2 separate regions of the Mus musculus genome follow, and region 2 is linked to region 1. Evidence: chromatin contacts called from public HiChIP or PLAC-seq data. All regions are on one chromosome and are shown on one strand. Each heading gives the region's core, a stretch centred on a gene start, on an enhancer-like site or on the middle of the called end of the contact. The rest is flanking DNA. Distances are from core to core; before and after follow the strand shown.

Region 1 (7,951 bases), core at 2,109-4,608:
TTTGCGATTGTGTGACCTTGCCCAAGAGCTGAATCTATACAATTTGTGCCATCCTGAAATTGGGAGTCTAAATTGAGTGTCCTTTGGTTTCTGAAGAGGTTCAATGTTTTCTCTGTTTTGTTATGTCAAGTATTACAGCAAGGCCAATAGAAGAGCCACATGTTTTATTTCTGAGGGTATATAACCTTTTAGCCAAACTTCAGACTTAGGGAGTTGGAGGAAGCCAGTATGTGGTATTTTAACCTACAACAATTGCTGAGAAGGGGGAAGGAACCTTAAGTAAAGCAGGTAAAAATATAGAAGCATCCTTTATCCCAGATATGGCTTCTTCAATGGACCAACTGCAATGCAGTATTGATTTGACAGAGCCTTAATTTCAGTGATGTCTACTCCAAAAAGCTCCAAATGATTTCTGTACTGCAGAAATAAAGCCAAACTCTGGAAACCAAAAACACGCATGTGGTGGACATACTTCATACATGCAGGCAAAACATTTACACATGTAAAAATAAATTTTTTTCAAATTCTAAAAACTCAACGACAGCAAACTCCGAGAAGTGGTGGCTGTTTGAGGCAGAGGTGCAAGATACAAGAACAGCACGGCAAGACCTTGTCCCGAAGAATTAAGTGGGGGAGGTGCTACTGCAGGCTGCAAGTAAGATAAACCAACAGCAATTTAGAAAGAAGGAGCATCGAGTATAGGAAAAAAGTGGATAAAATCCAAAACTCAACAGTGGCAAATGCCAGAGCAGATGAAGTACAATCAAACAGATGTGTTGTCTAACTGCTTAATAAATAAATGCATAAATAACTATATAAGTAAATACATAAATGAATACATCAACCCATGTTTGTAGCCACCTCCCAGGGCTGCTCTCAGCCTAGGTCAGCAAAGCTTCTTCCTGCAGCAGGCAGCAGCTAACACAGACTCATAACTGCTCCAAGTGTGAGCATAAATGACTGTCCAGGGCTCAGCCCTAAGCAGGTCATCTCTGTCCCCACCCCCAAGCCTGGCAGAACACTGGGGAAGAGGATCTGGAAAGACCTTAAGAGCCGGAGGTTGGGTGCTGTGAAACGCTGTGTTCTGGACAGGACATGGCCGCTGCACTCAGGGATTACAGCAGGCATGGTTGAGCTTTACAGGGATGGACCCTTCATACATTCCACAGCAGAGGGAAGCAGAGGCCTGGGAGACCTGAGGGGCCATCGGCAGTTAAAGGCCACCAGAGGACACTTGTTGTGGATGACCTTGAACTTCATCTGCCTCCGTTTTCCCTCCATCTTCGATCCTGTACCGGTATTACATGAATGTGTCACCCCACTGAGATCATGTAGTGCTGGAGATTGGACTCCGGGTCTCACACACACTAGTCAGGAATTCTGGTAGTAGTCTGAACTACTTCCCCTCCCTCATCTTGGTTAAGACAGGGACATAGGCCTCACTGATTAGTTGGAGTTGGCTAGCTGGCAGGTCCCAGGGGTCTCTGCTTGCTCACTACTGGAGTTACAAGTATATGCTACTATGCCTGGCTTGTGTGGGGGATGTGTGTGTGTGTGTGTGTGTGTGTGTGTATGTGTGTGTGGTATATGAGCATGTCCGTGTATGCACTGGGTGTCCTGGTGTACCACTCTCCACCTTATTCCCTTGGGAAAGAGTATCTCACTGAGCTTGGGCTAGACTGGCAACGAGAAAGCCCCTGCAGTCCTCCTGTGTCCTTTTCCCAGAGTGCAGAATTACAGGCAAACCCAACTTTTTCCTCAGATGTTGGGGTCCAGGTTGGTGTAACAAGGGCTCTTATCTACTGTGTAGTCTTCCAAGCTCCACTCTCAGCTTTTTAACATGGGGACTGGGGTTCAAACTCGGGTCTACTGAGGGGACCCAACAGAGCTTTCCCCACAGCACTAATTATTCTATCACACTACATCTGTTTCAAAAATAGTCTACTCTTAAACACTGAGGTAAGCTCAAAGGCAGCTCCATCCGCTGTGCTGGAATGCGCTCCAAGCTTGGAAGGAGGCAAGCTCGGGAAGCCCTTAAACTGGAAGAAGAGCCTGGATTATCTGGGGCTCCCAGCCCACTCTTGGGCCAAACAGAGTGGTCACTTAGGAAGTCTGGGACTGTGGAGGGAATATAAGCTTCCTGCTATTGTCTGTCTTCTTGGCCAGTATCCTTGGCTCTGTCCTGACATCAACTTAGATACATAGAAAGGTTTTTTGAAAGAGGAGTGCTAAGAATTCCCATCATTGTGCCCCTGAACATTTTCAAATGCCTTCCCTGACCACATGTGTGCTGGCCTTCCTGCTGCTTTCCGGTCTGTCAGCACTGTCTAGATTCTGATTTCACAACCAGGCACGCAGGCTCCAGCCCAGCTGCTTTCTCGGCCTAGTTCTGCTGAGCTTCTCTGAGCACCTGAGCCAAGCAGGGCTGGTCCCAAGCACCATCACAGGCCAGCCTGTTTCTGTCACATATCGATGTATCTCACATAGTCCCCTCTCCCCTGGGCAAGGGTCATACAATCCAGTCACATGAAGACAAGTGGCCAGCCAGGAGGGATCAAAAGATGGCTTGCAGACTCAGAAGACAGCAAGATGTGGTGGCTTGTATCTGCAATCCTACTTGGGAGGCTGAGACAGGATTACTGTGACTTCAAGTTCAGACTGTGCTACAATATGACAGCCAAAGCTGTATAGCAAGATCCTGTCACAAGAAGCAAAAAACTAAGCCAACCCAATCCATAATGCTCAAAACAGGATGGCAAGCCCATGGGATGGCTTAGCTAGCAAAGGCAAGGCTGGTCACAGTTGCGCTGCTGTGGGCGAGAGAACAACTTCGTGATGTCAGTTCTTTCTTTTCACTTTTGCGTGGTTTCTAGGGATAGATCTTGCACTCTCAGGCTTGCGGGCCATCTCATCAACCCTTAAGCAAGTTTCCTAACAGATCCATGCCTCAGCTTCTTCATCTGAAAAGGGATAGTTGCGCATGACTCCCTCTTGGTAGTAGCAGCAAGGTTCCTGCCTGAACCTAGCAGGAGACACTCGCTCTTAATTGATGAGTTGTTTTGCTTTCTGGCACAGACGCTGAGTAAACATTGGGAAAATGAGCAACAGCCGCAAACACAAGCCAAGCTGGTCTGTAGGGAAAGGGCAAAGATTCGAGTCCCGCAGTCGTGGGACTTAAAAGCTGGAGCTCTGGACAGCTGCGGACGCGTGGGGTGGGGCATGCAAATAAGCCAGCGATCAGGCAAAGTCCGGAGGACTGCGGGTGAAAATGAGCTGGGTGAGGGGCGGGGCATGTAAATGACCGTGCACGGGGTGGGGCGTCGCATGTAAATAAGGGACACCAGGCGGCGTAGGAAGCGGGGCGAGGTCCTTCTCGCAGGAAAGCCCCGCGCGGCGCGTGGAGCCTGAACTCGCAGGTAGGAACGGGCGGTGGGGAAGCCTGGGGACCGGGCAGTGGTGGCTACAGAACCGATCTGGCCTGAAACCAGAGCCCGCGGAACCTGGGGTGGGCATGGGGCTGCTGGGCTCCTCGCTCAGCCAGGGTCGGCTGCCTTCGGGCGCGGGTCAAGCAAGTAGACAACTCACGCGCTAGAACTCAGGGAGCCTCGGCGGTCCGGTCCCCACAAAGACGTCCTAGGGATCTTTGTGTAGAAGCCCGGACTACCAGGCTCCTCCCAGGTTCCGGTTCAGTAACCCAGAAACCTGACTATTGTGGCAAACTGGACGTTGTATAAGCCAGCTAGTCTGTGATTCCGTCTGCCCCCAAGCCAGCACTCCTGGGTCCTGCCCTTCTCCAGCCCTTTGGGAGGTGTGAGGCTCAATGTGGCCTTCCTTCTACAGGTGGTCTTTTGAGAGTCTGGGGGCATTTGCTGGGACATTTGTCCCATCCTAAAGTCTTATGGGGAAACTGAGACTTGAGAATATGTTTGGCCAGAAGAGAGTAATGGGATTCCACAGTCCTGGTAAGGCCTCTAGGAATCAGCCAGGGAAGTCATGACCGCTTAAGGGGACATTGAGGCAGAGAGGGGAGGTGACCACTGTGTGTGTGTTCCCCAGCTCGTCTGTGCTCTGCTTGCTGTTTTAGGCTGTGCTCTCTGACTGAGGGATAGACACACAAGACAGGGAGTGTATTGGGCAAGCAGGGCACCTCTTCCTTGGGCAGTACAGCTCCTGAGTCAGTTTGGGGTGTGGGAGAACACTTTGGCAGGTCGAGAATCAGAGACAAGAGAAGGCATGCTGAACTGTGGGTACAGCATGGGCAAAAACTAGAAGGTGGGACGGCTCCGTGTGCCACCTCGCTGACATAAGAGGGGCTAGATATGTGGAAAGGGAGACAGCGCTGCAGGAGCCCCTGAATTCCTTGCTTTGAGGCTCAGGGAAGTCGTAGGAAGGATTCGTAGTCCTGGCCCTGCTCCTGGATCTTCAGGGTAAGGATGGGGAAACCCAAGTGAGTCGCCCAAATGATCACACACTGGTAATTGGGCAAGGTTGTGACCATCTGAGGGTTTGCAGTATTTGGGCTGTGCTGGGGTCTTAATACAGTGCCATCCCAGACTGGGGAGGGCCAGGTGGCCAGGGAGACTGTCCCTGAGGCAGGCACAATGACTGCCACAATCGGGGATGAAAGAAGAGAATGCTTGCATTCACCCACGCCACACCCTACTTTTCTGCCTTTGGGGGCTGGGGCTGGGACCTAGCTGGGGTACACACTCACACTTGGCATGTGTACAAAGGAGCTTGCCACGGTCCCCATGGCACAGGAGGCCCACATGGCAAGTGAGGCGTGGAGGTTGAAAGCCAGAGCTCCTGACCAAGCAAAGGCTTGATTTGTTCCTTGTGTGTTCCTTCATCAGAGACTGACAGAGGCAGGGGCACCACCGTGAGTGTGCCTGCCGTGACAGGACACTGTTGGGTATTCCTCGGGTTGAGCCTCTGAGACCAGCCTGGATGGAGACCAGCCTAGCTGTGTATGGCTGGATTCCCAGCTTCATGAGGCTTGCCTGGGTGGGCACAGACTCACAGTGACCCAGATTCAGACACCCAGCATGGATCAGAGTCCGTTGTTCCAGTTCTCAGAACCAGAGGCAGGGAATGGGGCTAGAACTGAAGATGGGAGGCAGGGGGGCAGATCTGCGTTCGGATCTGTTTGGATCTCAAGAAAAATCACTCCACATCCCCACACCTCCCGTTTGTCAGAGGTATCTGGGATGAAAATGTTCATGAAATGGCTTTTCTAAACCATTGCTCATGGACAGGCAAGGCAGTTGATTGTCTCCTCCCACTTAGGATGGCATTGCTTTGCCAAGCTGCCCCTAGCGCTTCTTGGCTCTGAGGGACGAGGAGTGCCAGGTGCTGTATCAGGCCAAAGATGAGGTGTTTGACAAAGTCCTTGTAGTTCAGACTCCCTGAGAGGAGAAGACTCTCACACCAGATTCACAGCCATGCTCCGCTGTCCCGAAGAGTAGACAGGGGTCATGCTGTAGACCACCCTTGCTGCTGACTGAAGGGTGATGCCAACCCAGATGGGTCATGAGTAGCATCCCGTACAGTGAGGTAAGATAGTGTGTCTAACCTTCTGGGGTCTCACAGGCACTACTGGTCAGCGACAGGACCAGGCAGGGGAGGAACAAAGGTCAGCAGGAGCCTCTTGGGGTGATGACACAGGGCTCCCCCCGCCCAGCCTGCGTTCAGTCTCTTGAGCACAGTCTTTCTAAGAAGCGCTGATGTCAAGCAGTTCTAAGTGCTGCCACCAGTGACTCACACTGCCGTTGGGGCCCACTGCCTCTTGGAGATGGCGAAGCTTAAAGTTGGGGGCCCAGCTGAGGGACTTCAGTTTCATGAGGTTCGTGGGAAGGTGGGGGGCTCTGGGACTGAGGCCCTCCAGTCCCCAGAAGTAGTTATAGAATGAAGGGCAATAATCATGTGTGTTGGGCGCCAACCAATAGGCCGGGGTCAAAACCCTGAGTGACACAGCAGTAAAGAGCCCCCCCTCCCCCTCAGGAAGTCCTGAGGAGGAGGTGACTCCAAGGACTTAGCCTTGGAGTTGAGACCCCAAGTAGAGAGAGCAGATACAAAGGCTCTGGGCAGAGAACAGGTTCCTTGTGTTTTACCCACATCAAGGAAACAGTGGGATTGGTTGGGACTGAGGGACCAGGGAGGGACAGGAGTAGAAGTCAGGGGTGGGGGTGGGGGCTGACACCTGTATTATCTTAGTTTGTTTAAGCCCTGGGAGGCAAGGGCTGTAAGACACTCAAGTTTTCTGGATGAAGTGACATAGAAGTTCAGTCACTTATTTAGGGTCACATGTCAAACCTCCCATCTTCACCACTGGTTATAAAGAATGAAATTCGGTCACAAGGTGAGCTACCACAAGGTCACCTCTTTACTTGACTGTGCTCTGCCCAGTAATCTTGGGAAAACTGCCAGGACTCCATGCAATCAGTTTGCAGGTTATTGTTAGGTGAACCCCTTCCTTGCAGTTTCAGAGAGTAAGGAAGGTCTGAAGGGAGGGGAGGAAGGTCACGTACATAAGGGCCCAAGCGTTGGTTGGGTTGAGCTCCTGTCCCCAAGGAAGAAAACAGACTAGTGTAGAGACCAGCCACGTGACACTCTGACACCACTCACCCACACGCTTCATTTCTGCCCAAGCTCCCCGACTGAAGAGGAGAGTTTAAAAGCACCAGAGTGTCTTGGTTGGATCCGGGAAGCATTGTTCACAGGTCCATTTTGGAGAACTTGGGCTGCCTGAGGTTTCCTGGAGTGGCCAGAGGGGTGTCTGCCTTTTTAAAAGAGGAAGTGAGGCCTTGGGAGGAGGAGAGCAAGGGCCACGGCTCTCAACCACAGAGCCCCAGTCTCTTGCCCAATTGCCTCTGGGAAAACAAGGTCCTACTGTGTGCTCACTCTGGGGATGATCTCTGAGACTGGCTTTCCAGGGACCTCAAGCTCCTGGCTTTAGTTCAGCCCCCTGGGAGGTACCGACTGTCCCTCCACTCTAGTCCTCGAGTTCAGGCTGTTCTGCTACAGTCATTCTAGGCGCTCCCTCTACCTTTGGCGGCTTCTGAGTTCAGTCTGTCTTCAGACTTGACTTGATTTGGGGTCCTGTTAGAACCGAGGGAGACTTTCGCCTCCTTGTATCATTCTGGAGTGCATCGTATCTCATGCCGTTCGTAGTCGTAGTTTGTGAGAGCAGTGGTTGAGCTGAAGCCTGCCGTCTCTCTCTTCAGTGTGTCTTCCCATCTGAAATGTCTAGGTTGAGGTTACAGTTGTTTTCAGTCGTTCTTGTTTTCCAGTGTACTTTTGGCTAACTAAGTCTGAGCTGGCCATCGATCTGTCACTGCCAGAGATGTGCTCATTTCTTGTGTCTGCTGCAGGAGCTTTTGGAAGTGGTGTGTGGTTTTGAAGGGTTTTGAGGTGGGTGGAATTTTCTGTTATCTCTGTTGCTGGATTCTAACTCTGGCTGTTCAGGCTGTTGTGGTAGGCACGTGTGGCTTCTGTCTCAGTGGTAGAAAATTTATTGCCCTTTCAAAAAGAGTTTAACAATTGGTTTGGTTTGGTCTTCCTGGATGTTTGTTCTGATGTATTTGAAGGATGTGTGTGTGTGTATGCAAACATGCATGTGCAAATCCACCTTGTATGCACAGTCAGGCTTATCCCCCAGAGTTTAGTCTCTCTACCTGGCCTGACTTGGGGATCCTCTGTCTCTGCTTTCCTGGTGTTGGGATTATAGGAGGGTTACTCCATCCACCCAGCCTTCACATGGGTCCTGGGGCCCAAACTTTAGTCCTCATGTTTGCATCTCAAGCACTTTAACTACCGAGCTATCTCAAGCACCAATGAAATATGCAGTTGAAGTTCACCACATATACCTGTAATCCTAGAACTTGGTAGGCTGAGGCAGGAGGGGCCTGAGTTCAAGGCCAATGTGGATGACGTAGCAAATAAGCCTGTGTTT
Region 2 (7,951 bases), core at 3,796-6,295, 51 kb after region 1:
CCCCCTTTTATTTTTAATGAAGAAGCTGTGTTTGCAAGTGGGCAAGGATGGCTGAAATCTTCTCTGGGAAAATAACAAAGTTGGAGAACATAAACTCCCAGTTTCAGGACCTACCACAGGTCTTCAGTGTTCAAACTGCATGTCGCCAGTATGGGATAGACCTGGAGAGATCTGATGGCAGCTGGAATTTCATGCCTGTGGGCAGCTGATTTTCAGTCGGAACACCAAGTACTTGTTGTAAAAGCAAGAGAACTGGGGTTCAGCACCCTAGACCCTGTGTAAATGGCAGGTGGGCATGGGGGCTCCCTGTTATTCCAGGCTCAGAAGTAGGAGACAGATCTCGGAGCAAGCTAACTAGTATGACTAGTATGACGAGCCACAGAGGCAAGCCCTGGGTTGAGACCCAGGCTTGATAAATAAGGTGGGGTGATTTCCCCCTCCCTCCCAAGGTGGAGTGATTGAGGAAGACTTTTAACACCATCTAAGGCCTTCACACACCCATACACACATGGCATGCACACAGGAAAAGGAGGAAAAACATCAGGATCAGCAAGTGGCATGGCAGAGTGAGCCCTTCTAGCTTGCTGACAGGTACCTAACACAATGCAGCCACTGTGGGATGGCTGGCCAGCTAAGTTAAACACAGAGTTGTGACACAGCCTGGCAGTTTAGCCCCAGGTATACCCACCGGAGGCCTGAGGATTCTTTTTTTTTTTTTCTTTTTTTCAAGACAGGGTTTCTCTGTGTAGCCCTGGCTGTCCTGGAACTCACTCTGTAGACCAGGCTGGCCTCGAACTCAGAAATCCCCCTGCCTCTGCCTCCCAAGTGCTGGGATTAAAGGCGTGTGCCACCACCACCACCTGGCTGCCTGAGGATTCTTGTTTGCACGAAGGCTATATCATCCAAAATTGGGGTGGTGTGTGTGGGAAAGACCACCATCCATCCAAATGTCCACCCATGTATGCTTGGTGTAGTACGTCTGTGTTGCGGAATACTATTCAGCAGGGAAAAGGAATGAGGTGCCAACACATACTACAACACAGCCAAGTCCCACCTTATGCAGAGTGGAAGAGGCTAGATGTGACATTCCCAGAAAAGAAAAATGAGCTGGGAGGTATGGCAGATATATCAGGTGCACCTGTGAGCTCACATGGGGTCCACATCAAACACAGGGGTTCTATTTAGGTGATGGAATGTCCCAGCCACTTAGCAGCAGTCATGGGTGTCCAATTCATCAAGTTTACTAAAAAAAAAAAAAAAAAACCACCAAATCGTACACTTACAGTGCCCAAAATATATGTTAAGCAAATCCCTCCTCAGTGAGTGAGTTCTTTAAATAAATTTTAAAAAAATTAAAAAGAGGAAGTAGGTTAGAGAGGGCTTATCCTGTTATGTCTTCTCAGAAGACCCCTGGGCAGAAGAGCGCAGTGGCCACTTCCCCCACTTGGCCAGCTCTGCTATTTGGAGTGCTGAGGAAGGGCACGAGGGCCTCACAGATCTCTCCAGGGCTAACAGCTACTCTTGGTGACTTTTACAGAGCAGGAGGGACCCTCCCCTTAGCACACGTCTACTTTGGAGGTCAATACTCCTTCACCCAGCTGGGCAGGATCAGCGCCTTATCATCCACTTAAGTCCAGAGGACTAAGCAGCCCTGGCTGTATTCCCCACCCCCTGTCCCCCAGGGCACTGCCCCCTGCCTTGAGTCAGTATCTTAGTTTGTAGCCAGGGTGGTCTTGAACTTGGTGTCCTCCTGCATCAGTATTCCGAGTGCTGAGATCTCAATGCTATTCTTTTGCTGATGTAAATCAGATCGGAGTTTCTCCTCTGCCAACTCCCTAGGAATTCTCATGTTTCATCCAAATCAAATCCGCGCCCAGAGGTGAGCATGCTGTATGATCCCCCACGCTCTCTGTTCTTTCCCATCTTCACACGTGTGCATCCTGCCTCACGTGATGACGTCATGCTGTCAGTCTGTCTGTCTTCTCTACCAGAGATGGGCTCCACGAGGGCTGTCCTTTGTACACCTTTCTAAGGCACTTCATTAGGATGTACCCAAGGGCCCACTTCACGGGAAAGGATGGAGGGAAGGAAGAAGGGGCTGGCTGAGTCTGCAGAGGAGTGAATGAGTGGACAGGGGATGGGCAGGGTGTGGAGAGGGAGTGGGGAGGGTGTGGAGAGGGGGTAGGGAAGGGTGGGGAGGGAGGGAGTGGGATGCCGAGCTGCCTCCTGCTAATTCACACTCAGAAACGGTGAGTTGGATGGAGCATGGCTCTGGAGTTCAAATCCCAGTTCTGCCATTGGCTAAGGTGTGACCTTAGGCAAGTTCTGTAACTTCCTTCACTCATCTGCAACACAGGGAACATGAAAACGCTGGTGGCAAGATTCAGTGGTCAGCCCTCCGGAAGGAGGAGGGGGCGAGTGTCTCTGTGACAGCACAGTTCACTGACACCAGGAACTCTGCAGATCAGCAACTTCTCCTCTGCCATCCTGCCTTTGAGCTTTCTTAAACTCCAGGCTAAGAAAGACCTTAGAAGGTTCACTGTGAAGACCAAGAGAGGAGAAAAAGAAAGGAAATCAGATAAAGGGGAAAAAGCAGGAGGAAGGACGGTTGGGGGTGGGGAGCTGGTGGGAAGGAAAGCGGAGCAGAGGGCAGGGGAGGAGAAAGAAAAGCCAGCTTCATCCTGAGGTCTCAGGCAAGCCTGGAGCAGACACCAACAGCCACCAGTCTGCAGGGCAGACACTCATGGATCAACCATGAGGGACCCTGTAGGAAGTTCCCCAAACACAGCTTTGAAAAGGAAAGATCCAGACAGCCACAAAAAATGGGAGGCTTTCTCTTAAACCAGTCAGTCATGTGGGCTGCTCCCAAGCCTTTCCAAAAACACTGGTCAGAAAACACTGGTCAGGGCGAAGGCGGCCGGCGTGTACATCTGAGCCCATCACGACCATGGAGACAGCTCAAACAACTCTGGTCTGACCTCACTCCTCTTAGGTTCAAATATCAGCTCTAATGCCTCATAGCCCAGGAGCTAGTTTGCTCCCCTGAGCCTCAATCTCTTCATCTGTGAAATGGGAACAGGCTTGTCTGTCACTCAGGGTCTGTGGGCAAGTGCCATCGGAGCACCTGAGCAATGTGAGAAGGAGATGGCTCTGACTTCCTCTCTCTGGGGCTGCTGGGCAGGAGCTGCCTGGCTTTTGTCTTCTGGCTTCCAAAAGTCTATTTGTCACCCCTTTTCTGTACCTCTCACTTGCTTCAAGACAAAAACAAAAACAAAAACAAAACAAAAAAACAGTCTTAAGAGTTTCTTTTCTACTGCACGGGTCAGAGAGGACTGCTGTGCACACACCAGCTGCGCTGTGTTTCAGGAATGGGAGCACTCACTGACTCCATGCTTTCCTGGTTCCCAAGAGCAGCTGTGGATCCCTCTTAGCCCCTACCTTTTCTCCCAGGGCAGAGGACTCTGAGGCTGGCAAAGGGAAAGTCTCTCCCCTGGGTCCCCAGCTGGGAGATGTGTAAGCCCTGTAGAAGTCTTAGAAGGTTCGTGACAGGAAGGGCACTGAAGTCATGCCCTCTCCAGAAGTGGGAAGTGAGCAATTTGATGATCGGAGGAACTCATGGGACTGGCCGTCTCCTGTGCTGACCATGGATGAGGGCTTGCTGCTCATGTTATGCTTAAATTGTTGAAACATAGACAAAGCTTGCTTTTAGGTCTGTGGGAGTACCTTGAGAAGGTAAATGCTACAGCTGCAGGAGAACCTACGCACTGTCTCAAGAGTGGTCCTGGGCAGAGCACGGGATTGGACTAGTTCACTGCTCATCAATGGAGTCTTCAACAAGTTGTTTCGCCTCAAAGGTTGACTAAACATTGGCCTCACGGGTGCAGGCATGAGGTCTGAGTGACGGCTAGAGTGTCGGTTTGCACAGGATAGACATGATCTTATGAACCTGCTTGTGAGTTCTGAAGAGATGAGTCTCGGAGGCAGATTTTAAGGGATTCTAAAAGCTGCCCTAAACTATGGGGACCACCCTTGGACTGTCGAGGGAAGAGGCAGAGGCAGGAGGTCACCCATGGTTTGACAGGAATGGTGATAGCCTCAGCATGGTCAGAAAATGAATGGAAACCTCACTGTTTAGAATTAATTTGAACTTTCAATAATAAAGCCCTTTTTATGAGGAAGGAAGGAAGGAAGGAAGGAAGGAAGGAAGGAAGGAAGGAAGGAAGGAAGGGAGGGAGGGAGGAGAAAGGAAGGAAGAGAGAGAAAGAAGGGAGGAAAGAAAGAAAGAAAGAGAGAGAGAGAAAGAAAAAAAGAAAGAAAGAAAGAAAGACAGACAGACAGACAGACAGACAGAAAGAAAGAAAGAAAGAAAGAAAGAAAGAAAGAAAGAAAGAAAGAAAGAAAGAGTTTATTTTCTCTATTTGTTTGGATTTCTATCTGTGTGTGGCTGCCTTGCCCTCCTGGCTGGACAAGGGGCACAGCAAGGCTCTCAGGAGCAGCAGGGTTCTCTCCTCCAGGGTAGCAGCGCATGTCCTCCTTCCCACAATGCTGAGGCTGGGGACTGGGGAATGGATGGTCATGAGCAGTGCTTAAGGCAGAAAGTCTGAGTGTCTGGGTCATTCTGAATCAGGACCCTGGGGCAGGCAAGGGACAGACAAAATGGACCAGTTAGACACCTGTAAAAGAGCAGTCATGAGGTAGGCGTCCACCTTCAGTCTGTCCCATCTGTGCTGAGGGGCTCAGGGTAAATACCAAGGGCTTCAGGTGGGATGTGCTACTGTCACATCTCTGTCTCGGTTTCTACATCTTCAAGAAGTGGCAAGTCCCACTTCACTGCCTGCCTCTTGGGACACGACTGTGAGGCCTTTGGGATGATGTCATCTGTCTGCAAGATGTCAGACCCCAAATATCGTGTTAAGGGTGACCTTTGGGGAGCCGTGGGTGCCTGCTTGCAGGCATCTTAGTTTTTCTTGCCCCTTCTGGAGGATCTGGCTGGGTTGGGCGGGGCACTGTTTACCACATCCCCTCCCCACCCCTTGCCTGGCCTCAGATAGACACCGAAGCCTCCGCTGGTGGCCCTGTGTTTCAGTCGCACACAGCTGTCTGCCCACTTCTCCTGTGGTGTGCCTCACGGTCACTTGCTTGTCTGACCGCAAGTCTGCCCATCCCTGGGGCAGCCAACTGGCCTCAGCCCGTGCCCCAGGCGTGCCCTGTCTCTGTCTGGCTGCCCCAGCCCTACTGTCTTCCTCTGTGTAGGCTCTGCCCAGATGCCCGGCTGGTCCTCAGCCTCAGGACTATCTCAGCAGTGACTCCCCTGATTCTGGACTTGCACCTGACTGAACTCCTGCCCACCTCAAACCTTCACCTCCCACCACCACCACTCCGAGTCCCGCTGTGACTCCCACGCCCAGGAGACCACCCAAGTGCCCCAGCCTAAAGAATGGCTTTCTGAGAAAGACCCTGAAGGAGTAGGTAAGTAGACTCTAGTTCTTGTTCTCCCTGAGTCTGGGGGCCTTTTTTCTGTCTTTTGCATAACACTGTGGTGGGACACAGGCAAAGAACACTACGCAGTTAGTGTGGGCAGAGTCAGGGCTGGAGTTCCTTGTTCAACTGACTAAAAATGACTAGGAATGCCCTTGCTGAATGTTGGAGGGTTATGGAGGCAGGAGCATGGCTAGCATAATCCCTTGCCTATGCAAAACTGCCTGCAAGAAGTGGTGAGGAGAAAAAAAAAGAGAGACTCTGGATGGTAGACAGTCTGCCAGGCAGTGATAGGCAGTAGCCAGGGGCATTGGGAAGCTTCCAGGGGGCCGTTTTGTAGGGAGGAAATCAGGTACTACCGGCCAGTATAGTTTATTACTTTAACTCCATCTATCCTTCCAGGCAGGTGGGGTGCCTACTTCACAGAGAAGGAAATCTGACTCCACAGGGGAAGAGTGACATTCCTTATGGGTCTTGTCATGATATGGCAAGGTGGGCAGTCCAACCAGGTGTCACCACCCAAATCCAGGGCCTGGGTCAGATGATAAGAGGTAACACCTCTTCCATGAGAAGAGAGGGGAGCCCGGAGGTTGTTGGAAGTCTAGTCTAGAGAACAGAATAGGAGAAGGCGGCACATGGGTTAATAGCATAGGAAATAATGTCTGTGCTTAGGACGTGTCAAGAGGACCAGAGCAGGTCATAGATGCATTAGAGGGTCACGAGTAGTTCCTAAGAGAATGTCTGTGCTCTCTGAGGCAGTTAGAGCACATGGTAGCATTTCCGAGTCTAGCAGCGAACCAGGGCAAGCCTCTCTGCTTCTTTGAGCCTCCTGGGTCCTCACTTTCTCCATCTGTAAAATGGGGATCAAGGTGGCTCTATCTTTGTGAGGCTGTTTATGAGAACTCCAGGACATCAGAATGTCAAGATTGACTTCAGGGGCTCCTACACCCAGGTACCCTGCCCCATGGAGGAGAAGGGCTAACCACTGAGAGCCACCAAGAATACAGGGAAGGCTAGAACAGCCCTATCTGTCGTGAATTGTGAGAACTTGGGGACCTCCCAGAACCCTCAGAGTCCAGGTGAGGCCAATGGCCCCATGCAGCTCGGTGCATAGATGTCAATACTGGGTGGACCCTGTGGGGGACAAACCTGCCTTTTGGTTAAGAGTGATGAAGAGAGTCAGAACAGAAATTGGAACCCAGTCTATATGGCAGGATGCCGTCCCATAGGAAAACTCACAGCCTTGGAACATTGTCTAAGGACATTTCTCAGACAGCACTTAGCCACGTGATCCCCACAGTGGGGTGTTTTCTGCAGTAGCCCTGCCCTAGGGCCCGGTGTCCACTCTTCAGTGGACCTCAGAGAGAGAACGATAGAATCCCTGACTGGCAGGGGAGACAGAAAGGAGAGCATGTGGAAGATGGAAGAGAGACAGGCAGGCTACCTGCTGGGGAAGTGATTTCCTCACTTCTAGGGCCAAGCAGCATCAGATAGGCATAAGAAGATGGGGTGTGCTTTCTCCCAAAGCCAGGAGTGGGCTTTTGTGCATGGGGGCGAGGAGCAGCCATAGCCAGTCAGTGTCTTCAACTGGGGGAGGGTTGCAGGGACACACACATGGCTAGGCAGGGGTAGCAGCTGTCTTTTTGTTGTTGTTGTTGTTTTTTTTTAATTCTGGGTGTTGGGTTTGCTGCTGCTGACAGTTTGAGAGGGAGCTCTCTCCATGCAACCCAATCTGCCTCAAATCTGTGATTCTCCTGCCTCAGCCTCTTGAGGACTGGGATTACAGGCGTGTGCCACTGTCCCGCAATGGCTCTGATGGCAGCGCTGCATCCCTTGCAGATGAGGATGCAGAGATTCAGAGAGAAAAAGTGGTTTTCAGGGGCCACCCAGAGAGCCACTTAGAAGGGGAAGAGAAGGAGGCCCTGAGAGAGGTGGTCTCACCTTGGCAGTCTTTGCTTCAAAAACTGGTCTACAGCCCCAGAAACATGAAGGGGGGAGGGAGGAGCTGGGAGAGGCCCCACCCACAGCCTGCAGTTTGCAGGTGTCACCTCCCCTCCCCCACCAGCCTAGCCCGCGGGACCAAGGGACTTTTCTTGACAACTCAAACATGAGCGCTGAGTAAACCTGGAACTTCTGAACCAACCTGAGAATATTCCCTGGCTGGGGCCCCTTAAGGACATCTGTACCAAGACCTCGGCCTGCTGTCCCTAGGGTCCCCAGGGAGGATCAAAGCACTAGAACTGTCCCCAGGAGGAGGGGCAAGTGCAGGCATGTGGCCTGGCTGCCCCTCAAACCTCAACCTTCTTCATTGAGTGAGCAGCCATCGATGTGGCCCTGGGCCTCTCTGGGTCTCTGTTTCTTGATCTGCTAAGTAGGTCTGGTGTGATAACCAAGACTGGAGTCTCCCATTTTCTCCAGTGCTGATTAAAGGTTCATGCTTCAGATTAGGCCAGGGTGGGCTGATGAGAACAGG

Evidence for each region. HiChIP or PLAC-seq counts read pairs in DNA pulled down with a chosen protein or histone mark.
Region 2: a contact with region 1 is called in a BATF HiChIP or PLAC-seq map of CD8 T cells, with 29 read pairs. The contact joins the promoter of Il21r here to the promoter of Il4ra in region 1. A contact is called at or near these places in 8 of 39 promoter capture datasets (the C10 cell line, the HPC-7 cell line, cranial neural crest and 5 more), 1 of 15 datasets of contacts at CTCF or cohesin (CD8 T cells), 13 of 484 Hi-C or Micro-C datasets (B cells, CD4 T cells, CD8 T cells and 6 more), 7 of 115 datasets of contacts at active chromatin or transcription factors (CD8 T cells, the HPC-7 cell line, bone marrow-derived macrophages and 3 more) and 3 of 9 other capture datasets (adipose tissue, liver and pancreatic islet).

What each region holds. Positions count from the first base shown.
Region 1 is chr7:125,548,913-125,556,863 of GRCm38.p6, forward strand. Il4ra (interleukin 4 receptor, alpha) reads left to right here and starts at 3,359. Exons shown (of 11, transcript NM_001008700.4): 1 at 3,359-3,416.
Region 2 is chr7:125,598,384-125,606,334 of GRCm38.p6, forward strand. Il21r (interleukin 21 receptor) reads left to right here and starts at 5,046. Exons shown (of 9, transcript NM_021887.2): 1 at 5,046-5,469.